Linked DNA regions of Mus musculus: all the other regions are linked to region 2. A link is a contact called in public promoter capture Hi-C data. All regions are on one chromosome and are shown on one strand. The core of a region is the stretch at or near the end of the contact, and the rest is flanking DNA. Distances in the headings are between cores, read along the strand shown. Region 1 holds the start of Kcng1 (potassium voltage-gated channel, subfamily G, member 1). Region 2 overlaps Atp9a (ATPase, class II, type 9A). Region 3 holds the start of Zfp64 (zinc finger protein 64).

Region 1 (3,563 bases), core at 289-2,788, 400 kb after region 2:
CTTAAGTTTTCCCATGTGGAAGCTGCCGGCCAGAGGAAGACAGCACAGCCCTTGCTCTGGAACCCGAGGCTCAGAAGAAAGCAAGAAAGATGGATGTATGGGTCCTTCTGTTCATGCTAACAGAGCACCAAGGACCAGCCATGTTTTCAACATGGGACGTGGGAGCACTGGCCTCCAGAGTCCACCGAGAACCTTTATGTTGGCCTCTGTTATTTATGTCCCTCCGGCACACTGCCTCCCCGTGTCTCTCAGCATCTCAGAAGCCTTTGTTTGCCCCTTAGTGGGATCTCTTTGCAAATCTCCCAAAGATGAGGTCCTCTCAGTTCCTGGCCCTGATCTGGAGTCGACTTTGTTCCATCTGAAGAGCCCCTCCCCCACCTCCCCTTCTACTTGCACTTCCCGCCCCCCTTTCTCCTGGTGTAGACGCTGCAGAAGCTTGAGAGTTCTTGGGACAGGTCCTCAGCTGACTCTCTGACTCTGCCATCTGTCTCCACCCACGTGCTGAGTGAACCCAAAGCTTACATCCCCCGGGGCCAAGCCTAAGCAACTCGTTAAAGAAGCCCCAGGCATAGGAGGCACACTCGCTGAGCTTGGTTCCTGAGTCTCTCCTGCTTCCCTGATGGAGGAGAAAGGACAGTACCAATCAATTTCCCCAAGCAGGTTACTCCCTCTCTTCTCAGACAGCTTTCCCACCTAATCCCAAATCCTGCTGCAACTTCTGCCAACTCAGAGGCCTCCAGAATCCACCCTGTCCTCTCCAGGCTGTTGACTGAGTACAGGACCCAGAGACTGCCAGACCGGGACCCACCCGGGACAGTGAGGAACTACAGCATAGGAGTCATTCTGGGGCCCAGAGCGCTCATTCTTTGGCTTTGGTGACACTGCAAAGGTGGCGCAGGCCCTGGACCGCAGGGGCAGGAAAAGCCCAAGGCCGCCAATGGAGAAGGCACATGTATGGCTGGTATGGTAAGGTGGAGAGCGTGTGGGGCTCCCGGACTGCCACACATAAAATGCGGCCACCCCACCCCACCCCCGACGTGACATCTGCAGTGTCCGTGACAGTTCAGCGTGAGGTTGGACCTAAGGACAGAAGACTGGTTCGGTGGCGTTCCCACGATAGCGACTCACGTGGGGAATGAGGCTCGGGTCCTGGTACTCGCTGAGCCTAGGGTGGAAGAGCGTCCCACGACCACTGAGAAAACTGGAGAAGTGGATGCGCCTCAGGCCAGGAGCCCTGGGAGGAGCAGCGCTGGGACTTAAAAGGTCGCCACCGGAAGGCAGGGGCCTGCAGGGCGCAGGAGATGATTATGGGAGGAGATGGTTATGGGCAGGATGGGGAGAGTGCAGCACTGCGTTCCGCTAGGACCTGGACTCTGGGTCGGGTCAGGGTGCGTGGCATCGCAGTGGCGGGTCCCGCGGTGGCTCCATCCTCCCGCCCCCCGCCCGCCCCTCTCCCCGCCCCGCGCGCAGTCCCCTCCCTCCGTCCCGCCTCCTGCCCGGCCACCTCCCTCAGCTGCTGCCGCGCCGCGTTGCCGGCGCACTTGCAGCCCGGCGGGCACCAGGAGGCGGAGGCGGGACGGTCAGGGGTCCAGCGCGCAGGACAGCGGCCCTGGGGCCAAAGTTTGCGGGCAGCCCCGGCAGGCCAAGCGGGTCCCACGTGCCGCTTGCTGCCCCCTCTCGCATCCTCACCCCGGCATCGCTGCGCCGGGAGACAGAGCTGCGGCCCGGCTAGCTCCTAGGCGGGGACGCCGCGACGGGAACTTAAGGTGGGAACTTCGCGGGCTGCAGCCTGGCGGGACCCTGCTCCTGCAAGCGGCGCTCCGGGCTCTGCACGTGGCCGCGGCCCCGGTACCCTCTGCGGATACCTAGGAGCCCCGGAGAGGCCGCCCGGGCGATGCGGCATGCACCCACGCGGCCGCAGTTTGGTCCGGCCACGGATCCTTTCCAGGGGTCCCCGGAATGCGTAGTGCGCTCTGACTTTGCGTGCAGGGTTTTTGGGGTCCCACGGGAGGAGTTGGAATGCGGGGAAGTCTTTCACTGTCAATAGGCACGGAAGGCAGCATCCCCACCAGCGGGACTCATTTAAGTCATTCATTAATTACGAACTCAGTGAAGGCTTATGGACCGCCTACTGTGTGCAAGGCCCTAGTGACTATTCAGTGGTCGCGGGCCTTAGCATCTAGTAAGAAAGTTAGAGGTCTCCTTAACCTCAGTGTACCCGGGATAAGTGGCCCGGCTTTGCTCATAGTTTTTGGGTGTGGATGGAAAAGAGACGAACTCGTTCATTCTCTGGGTTGTACAAAAATTGGTTGAGCACCTGCTGTGGGCATCTCACTATGCCAAACACTCAGTGTTCATCCAGTCATTTATTCAACAAGCCTGGATTGAACAATGGCCGAGGTGGCGACAGGACAATGGACTCTGGCGATGGGGGGGCGGGGGGGAGGTTGAGACTCTCAGGCCCTGCCTCAGAAGGGCACAGCCTGCCAGGGTGGCCCGCGCTACAGCATATGTGTATAGCAGATTTAAGGTTGGTGCTTAATGCGTTCATTCCTGGGTGGGTGGGGGGTCCGATCCCTGGAGAGGAAGAAGTGGGCTTTTAAAAGCTCTTTAGTGGGGGCTGGGAGTGATGATGAGGGCTGAGAAGGTTCATCTAATGTTAGGTGAGCACAGCCTCCTCCTAGTGATGGGGCTTAGAGGCCAAGCTGTCACTTTGGCACACATTTTGTTAAACACTTGCAATGCAGAGGTACTTAAGGGGTGCTAAACACCTGAGTTCCCCAAGTAGATAATAGGTGGGAGGCAAACGCATACTCACCCCTCCTCGGTGACATCTGAGCTAAGTCCACAGGAAGGTGAGAGGAGGGGGCAGGGATTGGTCTGATTCGCTGGAGAAAGGAGGGCCTGCCAGACTATAAATCTAGGTAGATATTCGCTGGGGTTTGTTTGACACCCCCAACCCTCCACCAACGTGCACACACACACACACACACACACACACACACACACACCTATGACGGTACTCAGAGTCACTGCCTGGTGTCTCATCAATAAACACATCACCAGGTTAAGTGGTACTCCTGGAGATTAGGGCAGTGGGGTGTGCACACGGTGGGTTTTTCTACCTGTGGGTCTTTATGCTTTTGCAGCTTTGCACAGGCACCTGCTGTAGAGGGTGGGGAGGGAAGTGTGGCTAGGCATGGAGGCTTGGCCCCAAGGGATTGCTCCTACCAGCCCAGCTCTGAGCCAATCCATTCCAGTGGAAAAATGTCTGCTGTGGGACACACTCCAAACCCACAGGGGACGAATGAACCGAAAACAAGTCACCCTGAGCCTCTTCCCAGAGCTGGAGGACCCGGACTGTGAGTGTCTTGCAGCCTGATGAGGCAGACTCCTGGGGGGGGGGGGGGGAGGCAGTTGAGTTTTGTGCACTGGGTTGGCAAGGGACTCTGGCAAAAGGTGAGACATCTGCCCCAGGGACAGAAAGACAAAGATGTTTCCTGAACACAGTAGCTCACAGGGCTGCCCCTCTGAGAATCTACTCTGGGTTGGTTGTCTAAACC
Region 2 (3,523 bases), core at 427-2,926:
CCTGACTGTCCTGGAACTCACTCTGTAGACCTGGCTGGCCTTGAACTCAGAGATCCTCCTGCCTCTGCCTCTCAAGTGCTGGGATTAAAGGCGTGCACCACCACGCCTGGCTCCTTTGCAATTTTTATTTATGTGAGTGTGGATGTGTGAGCAAAGAGGGTATCAGCCCCCTGGAGCTGAGTGACAAGCAGTTTAGAGCCACCTGAGTGGGTGCTGGGAACAGAACGCTGGTCCTTTGCATGAGCAGCAGTCTTCACCACTGAGCATCTCTGCAGCCTGAGTTTCTCTTCATCCTTAACAACTGTAGCAAGAGTGTACCAGTTCAAGCCTAGCTTGGGCTACAGTGAGACCCCTCCCCCTGCCTTAAAAAACAAAACCAAACACTTATTATGTATGCAGTGTTCTGCCTGCATGTATGCCTGCATGCCAGAAGAGGGCATCGGATGCCATTACAGATGGTTGTGAGCCACCATGTGGTTGCTGGGATTTGAACTCAGGACTTCTGGAGGAGCAGTCAGTGCTCTCAACCTCTGAGCCATCTCTCTATCCCCACCCCCCCCCACCCCCCACCCCCACCCCTGTCTTTAAAAATAAACAAAAAACAAGGCCAGGCTTGATGGCCAAACTATCAATTCCAGCACTCAGGAGTCAGAGGCAAGGGGATCGCTTGTCAGTTGGAGGCTAGCCTGATCTACATTCTAGGATAGCCAGTGAAAACAAAACAAAACAAAACACCAAAACAACAACAAAACCTGAAACAGTGTTACCATTTTTACAACTGCCTGGGGGTTTAGCCATCTTTGTTTCCACAGGGTCAATTTTTTTCTGTCATAGTCCTTATATTTTTCTTTCTCTTCAAGTTTTCTTTCTCTTTCTTTCTCTCTCTCTCATTCTTTCTTTCTCTCTCTCTTTCTCTTTCTTTCTCTCTTTCTCCTTCTCTCTTTTTCTCTTTCTCTCTTTCTTTCTGTCTCTCTCTCTTTCTTGTTCTCTCTTTTTCTCTCTTGTTCTCTTTCTCTCTTTCTTTCTCTCTCTTTCTCTCGTTCTCTTTCTCTCTCTTGCTTTCTCTCTTTCTCTCTCTTTCTCTCTTGTTCTCTCTCTCTTTCTCTCCTTTCTCTTCTCTTCTCTTCTCTTCTCTTCTCTTCTCTTCTCTTCTCTTCTCTTCTCTTCTCTTTTTTCACTTACTAGGTGATGCCAGAAGAGGGCGCCTGATTCCCTGGGTCTGGGAATTGCAGATGGTTGTGAGCCACCATGTTGGTGCTGGGAATTGAATTAGGAGCAGCCTGCACCACACTGGTGATTGTATGGAGGTTAGAGGCAGCTCAGGACTCACATTCTCCTCTTACTGTGTGGTTCCTGGATCCGATGCAGGTCGGCAGAGCTGACAGTCCAGTGTCTTACCCCTCCTCGCCATTTCTCCCTCCCCGCAGGCCTTTGTTTGGGGGGTGGGGATAGAGAGATGCCTGTCTGTTGCCTGGAGACAGTCAGTGTCAAAGCATTTATACAACAGGCACTTTACAGAGCTCTGCCACCATTCCCTTGTTCTGGATTTAACAAAATGAGGTAAAGACGTCTAATGGACCATGGAACTGAATGCCAGAGTGGGCAAGCCTCTTGCTCAGGGTCACACAGCCTTGGAGCGCCATCTCCTGGGAAGAGCGTGGGCAAACTGGGATCTTGGAAAAGGGACAGAGTTCAAGCAGTTCATGGGACTTCTCGGGTCTGCGCTCTGCTTGTTGATGGGGACGAGAGAGCAGGCGGGCAGTCTGTGCTCTAGAGTCCCGCCTGCCGCGCCTTCTCATTCTGTGCTCTAGAGTCCCGCCTGCCGCGCCTTCTCATTCTGTGCTCTAGAGTCCCGCCTGCCGCGCCTTCTGCAGGTGAATATTTAGAGTGAGTATGAACTGGGCATTTCCCGTGTTCCTTGTCAACCTCAGGTTCCTTTCCCTGCGTGCCACCCGGTTGACAGCTAACTGTATTCAGATTGTGGCGTGAACACAGCCGTTACCCTGGGATACTGGACTCAGCCTGCAGGGACTCCCTTACTGTGTTCCTTGTGAAACCCCCTCCCGATGCTGCTCAGCCCACTGTTACCCAGTGCCAGTTTAAAGAACAGGGAAGCTTGCCAGGTTGCACCAAAGGTCCAGCTGCCTTAGCTGCCAGCCATCTGCAGAGGATGCAGTTGCCATGGCAACCCAGTATTTGCTGCCAGGAGATGGAAGTGGAAGGTACTGGCGAGTCTTGGGGCTGGGCAGCTTGTGTGTTTCAGAGGCCTGAGTTCTAGCTTGTTTCTTCACGGACTGGCTAACAAAGGGCTAGCTTGTGGGTCGTCTCCCGAGTCTATGGTGTGATCTTGTCCTGGCACGTGACCAGCACACAGTCACTCCTGAGCTCTGTGCCCTGTGTCTGGTAATGCCCATCTGGTCTACAGTCTGGCTCACGTGCTCTGACCCCAGATCAACACCGGGATATCATAGCAGCGCTGAACTACTGTGACTATTCCAGACCTCCCTTTTAGAAGCTCGACACGTATCTGTCTGGTTGTGTGAAATAAATGGCTCACAAAATAACCCAGGAACCAGTCAGGATCACTGCCTTCTGGGAGCTCGGTGAAGCAAAGGGTAGTCTGAGGGGATCAGCAGGACTGCTGACTTCAGGCCGCAGGGAGAGCGAGAAACGGGAAGAGAGAGAGGGCACAGAAAGAGGCCAGAATGTGTGTCGCATGTGAGGGTTGCACTGAACAGCTGTGCCACTAGAACCGTGGTCTAAGTGGTGCGCGTGTTACTCGTCAGCAGAGCGCTTGCGTAGCAAACGTGAAGACCTGGGTTTGATTCCTAGCGCCACGTAAAACAGATGTGTGGGGATTATACTTGCCATCTGAGCACTCAGGATGTAGAGGAAGGAAGGCCAGGGGTTCAGGGTCATCCTTGGTATGTAGTGAGTTTGAGGGCAGCCTGAGCTACATGAGCAACTCATTAAAAGATGATGGATGGATAGCTCACACTCTGGGAAGCAGGCTGTGGACCAGATAGGGGCACAGCAGTGGCCTCCTGACTGTCCCTCTTCCTTGGGTCACAGCTACACAGAGCAGGGGTACCAATCTCTCGGGAGAACAGAGCTTTGGTGCTGAGCTCATGGGACCACTGGGTGACTGGAGCCATGTTGGTGACACCCCACGTGGCTGGGCTGGAGCAGGGCGTGCACCTCTCTGTGCTGTTCCTCTCACCACCCTTTCCCTCGCACAGGCGTGGGCGTCCAGTCAGGGCCACATTGTGTAGGTGAGGAGGAGTGGCCGCGCGGCTACCTCAGCTTGGCCCAGGCTGAGCTCCTGCTGTTTTACCACCTGCTCCAGCCACAGGCTGAGGGTGGGGTACCCCTGCTGAGTACCATGTGGCAGGGCCCTCCTGCTCGGCCATCTGCCTGCCCAGCCTCTGAGAGGAGCCTCATTGTGGCTCACTGCAGGCGTGCCCAAGCACTTTAGACTCTGGTCTTTGTCCCCTTGCAACCCTGCCTTGTTAGGAGGGGCCCC
Region 3 (3,541 bases), core at 544-3,043, 280 kb before region 2:
AGGCCACCCATACTATTCATCATATATACAAGCTCATCCTGATTCCCTCAGCCACCTACAAGATGGGGGGGGCCATCTGCCTCTAAATCCGGGACCCAGAGAATCCCAGGTAGGAAATGCACATCGCTGGTAAACTACCATCGCTTCAACCCCAGACACCCAGTGAGCACAATTAATATCAGAGAAAATACATCCCGACTGAGTACCCAACCTCTGGAGATAGGTGAAGGAGGTAATTAAACACTCCTCCAAGGTGTGTTTGACATCTTTGATGTGCCCTCTCCTAAATAATACAAACCTGTCTCCTGCTTCAGATCTGGCCTCAGCCTACTGACTCCTTAATGTCACCCAATGTGGCAGCTTTGGAGATGGCTGGCTGTGGAGACGGCCTCCTGGGACTAGCTCACAACTGCCTCTTATAGCTTCTCCTGTGACCCTGTCAAATAACCCTCCCTCCCCATTCACCAAATTCACTGAGCCTGGGGTCACTCTGACTCCCTTTTTTCATATCATCCTCTTTGGTGTGACAAACTGTCTTATGGCACCTGGGACACGTTCCCTAGACTGCAACAAAACCGTAACCTTGCTACCTCATCTCAGCCCCAGTGCCTGCCCGTTCATATCCCCTCGATTCTTTGTGGCACTCTGGCCTACCACCCTAGTTGGTCAGGAGTTTGCATGCTAATATTTCTCTTCCCCAAGTTGGGGGTGACACACGGAGAAGAGCTCTTACCAATTCCTGTTGCACGCAATAGCTGCCAGACATGATGAAAGGGCAGTTCAAATCTTGCCCCTCCTGGCTGTCATCGAACCCTCTTTTATCAATTTCTTCTCCTCTGGCATTTCTTCAACAACAAACTCAAAAAACTCTCTAATCAAACAACTAATTTACTGTTACGGGACTACGGGCTGCTAGCCACAAAGCCTGAGTCTCATGGTTACGGAGTGTGCCCTGATGGTGAGGATCAGCAATGCCCGAACATGCGACAACCCCGGACAACAGGAAATAGTCCAAATTGCTCTCCGGCCTCAACATCACCCCTTCTTAGTTCCTCCTCTTTTATATTGAACGAAAGGGAGGGATGGTAGTTACTAGACATCTTCCACAACCTACCCAGGGACCCTGAGACGGCAATTACGTCATCAGTAGGAGCCAAGTTGAGCCACATTCCTCCCCTGCGCATGTGCTATAGTCCCTAAAAGGCGGACTTTCTTCCCGCCTCTTTTTGATCAACGCCCTTGCTCACCTCCACCCTTCCCAGAGGCAGCCACTCTAAGCCCCTCCCCAATAAACCTCTCAGAGTCTGACCCTTGGAGTGACTTTGTGGCTTAGATCATAACAGGAAATAAAAAGGGGCTGTGGAACCTTCTGGGTAAGCTCAAGGTTAGAGCTAAGGTCAGTTCTTCAGTGCAGGATTCTCGGGGAAGAGTTGCAAATAGTTGTGAGTCACCTAATGTGGGCGCTGGGATTCGTTGCAAGAGCAGCACAGACTCTTAGCCACTATGCCTTCTTTCCAGTTCACCATCCCCAAGCAATTCTAACAAACCCTCCATGCTGCGTGAAATACTGAAGCCCCCGTGGAGCAGAGCCCCAATGAATTCTCCCATCTACTACACACTAATCTCTTTTTTTTTTTTTTTTAAGTTACTTATATTGTACATGCAGATGCTTGAGTCTGTTTCCACCATGTGAGCTGGCTGGCAGGAAACCAGGCTTGGTGACGTGTGCCCTACCCCTGCTGAGCCATCTCACCGGCTCAACCCAGCAGCAGGGCAAAGGCCCCGCCCCGGTGTTACGCTGCCGGATCTGCCCTAGGGGAGCACCCCGGGATTTGGGGCTCCACTCTCCCAGGCCGGCAGCGCATCCTCCTGGCATCTGCGAAGGAATGAGCGTCTCCAGGAGGGCAAGATGCAAAGGCGCAAGGCGACCACAGAGTCCCTGGCATGCCTGGGATAGGGTGGAGGGATCGGTGTACTCGGGTCTTAGACTCCACGACCTTTCCCGGTTCCTCGGGAGAGCACCGCCTGGGAGTCGGGCTGGGTGCAAGGGGCCAGCGCCCTCTAGGCAGCGGAAGTGGCGCTGGTTGTACATCCGTCCCCGCCTCACAGAGTTGGGAGAAGACTGGCTGGTGCGGGAAATATGCAGGAGAAAAGTCTTTGCATAATGTAGAGCGAGCCGTGGGGCTCCGGGAGCGGCGCCCCAAGGTCTGGGGCCATGAACGCGAGCGTGGAAGGAGACACCTTTTCTGGATCGATGCAAAGTAAGTACTGAACAGACGCAGCTGGGGCCTGGCCCGGACAGAGCCAGCAGGCCCCGGGATCGGGGTGACGGCGCACCTTGCATGCCTGTCCCCGCCAGCCCAGTCGGCGTGTCAGGTCGGGAGCCGCCTGGAACTCTTGCAGTACCCCAGGGGAGGCAAGACCAGGGGAGGCCACGCGGCGAGGAGACTGTCACCACCTCCCCTGCCCCGCCGGGTGGAGTTTGGGGCGCAGAGGAGAGGAGAAAGTGGGGTGATCCAGGCCAACTGGTAGGGAAACTTCTGCTTCAGTGGCTCAGGTTGGAGCATCCCTGAGGGGCTCGCGGACAGGTTTGCAGAGCCATCCTGGCACTCAGGGTAGGGGATGATATGGGTGTGAAAGACCTGGCTGGGGGTGACTTGCAGTGAGTTTGAGGTTCTGCTATTTTCCTGACATCCTATAAGCTATTGCTATCTCCATGTGCCTTTGTTCCCCAAAGTACGGGCCACGGACTGAACCGTGGACCGGCCACCTGGAGCGCATGTGTTCAAAACAGGCTGCTTGGTCCATCCCCTGCAGGTCTCCGAGGGAGGGTGGGGCCGGAATCCCAGGTCTTTCCTTGTGCCTGGAGCCTCAGATGTTTGAAAAGCTGTGGACAAGGTTCGCAAACACCTGAGTCACTTTGCTAACTGCAGATATTATAGCCATTGGCTCCCCAAACTTGCCTGAGTGTCCTCTGAACTCTAAACCCAGTCCCCACCCACCCCATGTGTCTCAGTGTCTTCCAGTGCTGTGGACTTCGGGTTGTGTTTTAAAGAGGGACGACCCCACCAGATGACTTACTCTGGAATGGGAAATCAGTCCCCACATCAGAGAATTTATCTATAAGGATCCTAAGGAGAGATCTGTCTTTGTTTTGTTGTTGTTGTTGTTGTTTGGTTTTGTTTTTTGGTTATTCGACAGGGTTTCTCTGCGAAGCCCTGGCTGTCCTGGAACTCACTCTATAGAGCAGGCTGGCTCAGGAAGAGATCATCTGTCTTGTCCCCATTTTGCAGATGAGAAAGCCTTGGGTAAAGTGCCTGTTGACTGTGACAGTTTCAGGGTGCTGAGAAAGGTCCCCATTGCAACTTGTTCCTTTTGTGAATACCAGAGCATAACTTAGCACCGAACTCCTTCACTCTGGACCCCAGTCTCCCACCACCACGAAGACACCCTTAGCTATGCAAATATGGCTTCCTTCCTCCGTGTTTCTCTAGTCCTGGGGCTATTCTTGCAGCCACCTGGCAGCAGCAGTCCCGAGCAG

Evidence for each region. Promoter capture Hi-C pulls out the DNA fragments that hold promoters and counts their contacts.
Region 1: a promoter capture Hi-C map of hippocampal neurons shows a contact between it and region 2, with 3 times the contacts expected there. The contact joins the promoter of Kcng1 here to the enhancer-like site in region 2. A contact is called at or near these places in 16 of 39 promoter capture datasets (the 3T3-L1 cell line, 3T3-L1-derived adipocytes, the C10 cell line and 11 more), 1 of 484 Hi-C or Micro-C datasets (bone marrow-derived macrophages), 3 of 115 datasets of contacts at active chromatin or transcription factors (bone marrow-derived macrophages, embryonic basal ganglia and embryonic stem cells) and 2 of 9 other capture datasets (embryonic stem cells and liver).
Region 3: a promoter capture Hi-C map of stem cell-derived epiblast-like cells shows a contact between it and region 2, with 2.9 times the contacts expected there. The contact joins the promoter of Zfp64 here to the enhancer-like site in region 2. A contact is called at or near these places in 6 of 39 promoter capture datasets (embryonic stem cells, frontonasal cranial neural crest, hippocampal neurons and 2 more) and 3 of 115 datasets of contacts at active chromatin or transcription factors (all in embryonic stem cells).

What each region holds. Positions count from the first base shown.
Region 1 is chr2:168,279,081-168,282,643 of GRCm38.p6, reverse strand. It overlaps Kcng1 (potassium voltage-gated channel, subfamily G, member 1), which reads left to right and starts at 1,538. Exons shown (of 3, transcript NM_001081134.2): 1 at 1,538-1,766.
Region 2 is chr2:168,677,709-168,681,231 of GRCm38.p6, reverse strand. The region is part of intron 9 of Atp9a (ATPase, class II, type 9A); the gene reads left to right. Among named protein-coding and RNA genes, the nearest start is that of Mir7004, 39 kb to the right of the region's middle. Within about 2 kb of position 1,676, at least 68 of the 459 cell types and tissues checked have an H3K27ac peak or open chromatin away from gene starts, as enhancers often do. A contact at or near this core is called in embryonic basal ganglia, hippocampal neurons and stem cell-derived epiblast-like cells, where this site is marked.
Region 3 is chr2:168,953,839-168,957,379 of GRCm38.p6, reverse strand. It overlaps Zfp64 (zinc finger protein 64), which reads left to right and starts at 1,793. Exons shown (of 6, transcript NM_009564.2): 1 at 1,793-2,261. The coding sequence starts at 2,216. Gm39993 (a long non-coding RNA gene) reads right to left here and starts at 1,297. Exons shown (of 2, transcript XR_867023.3): 1 at 734-1,297.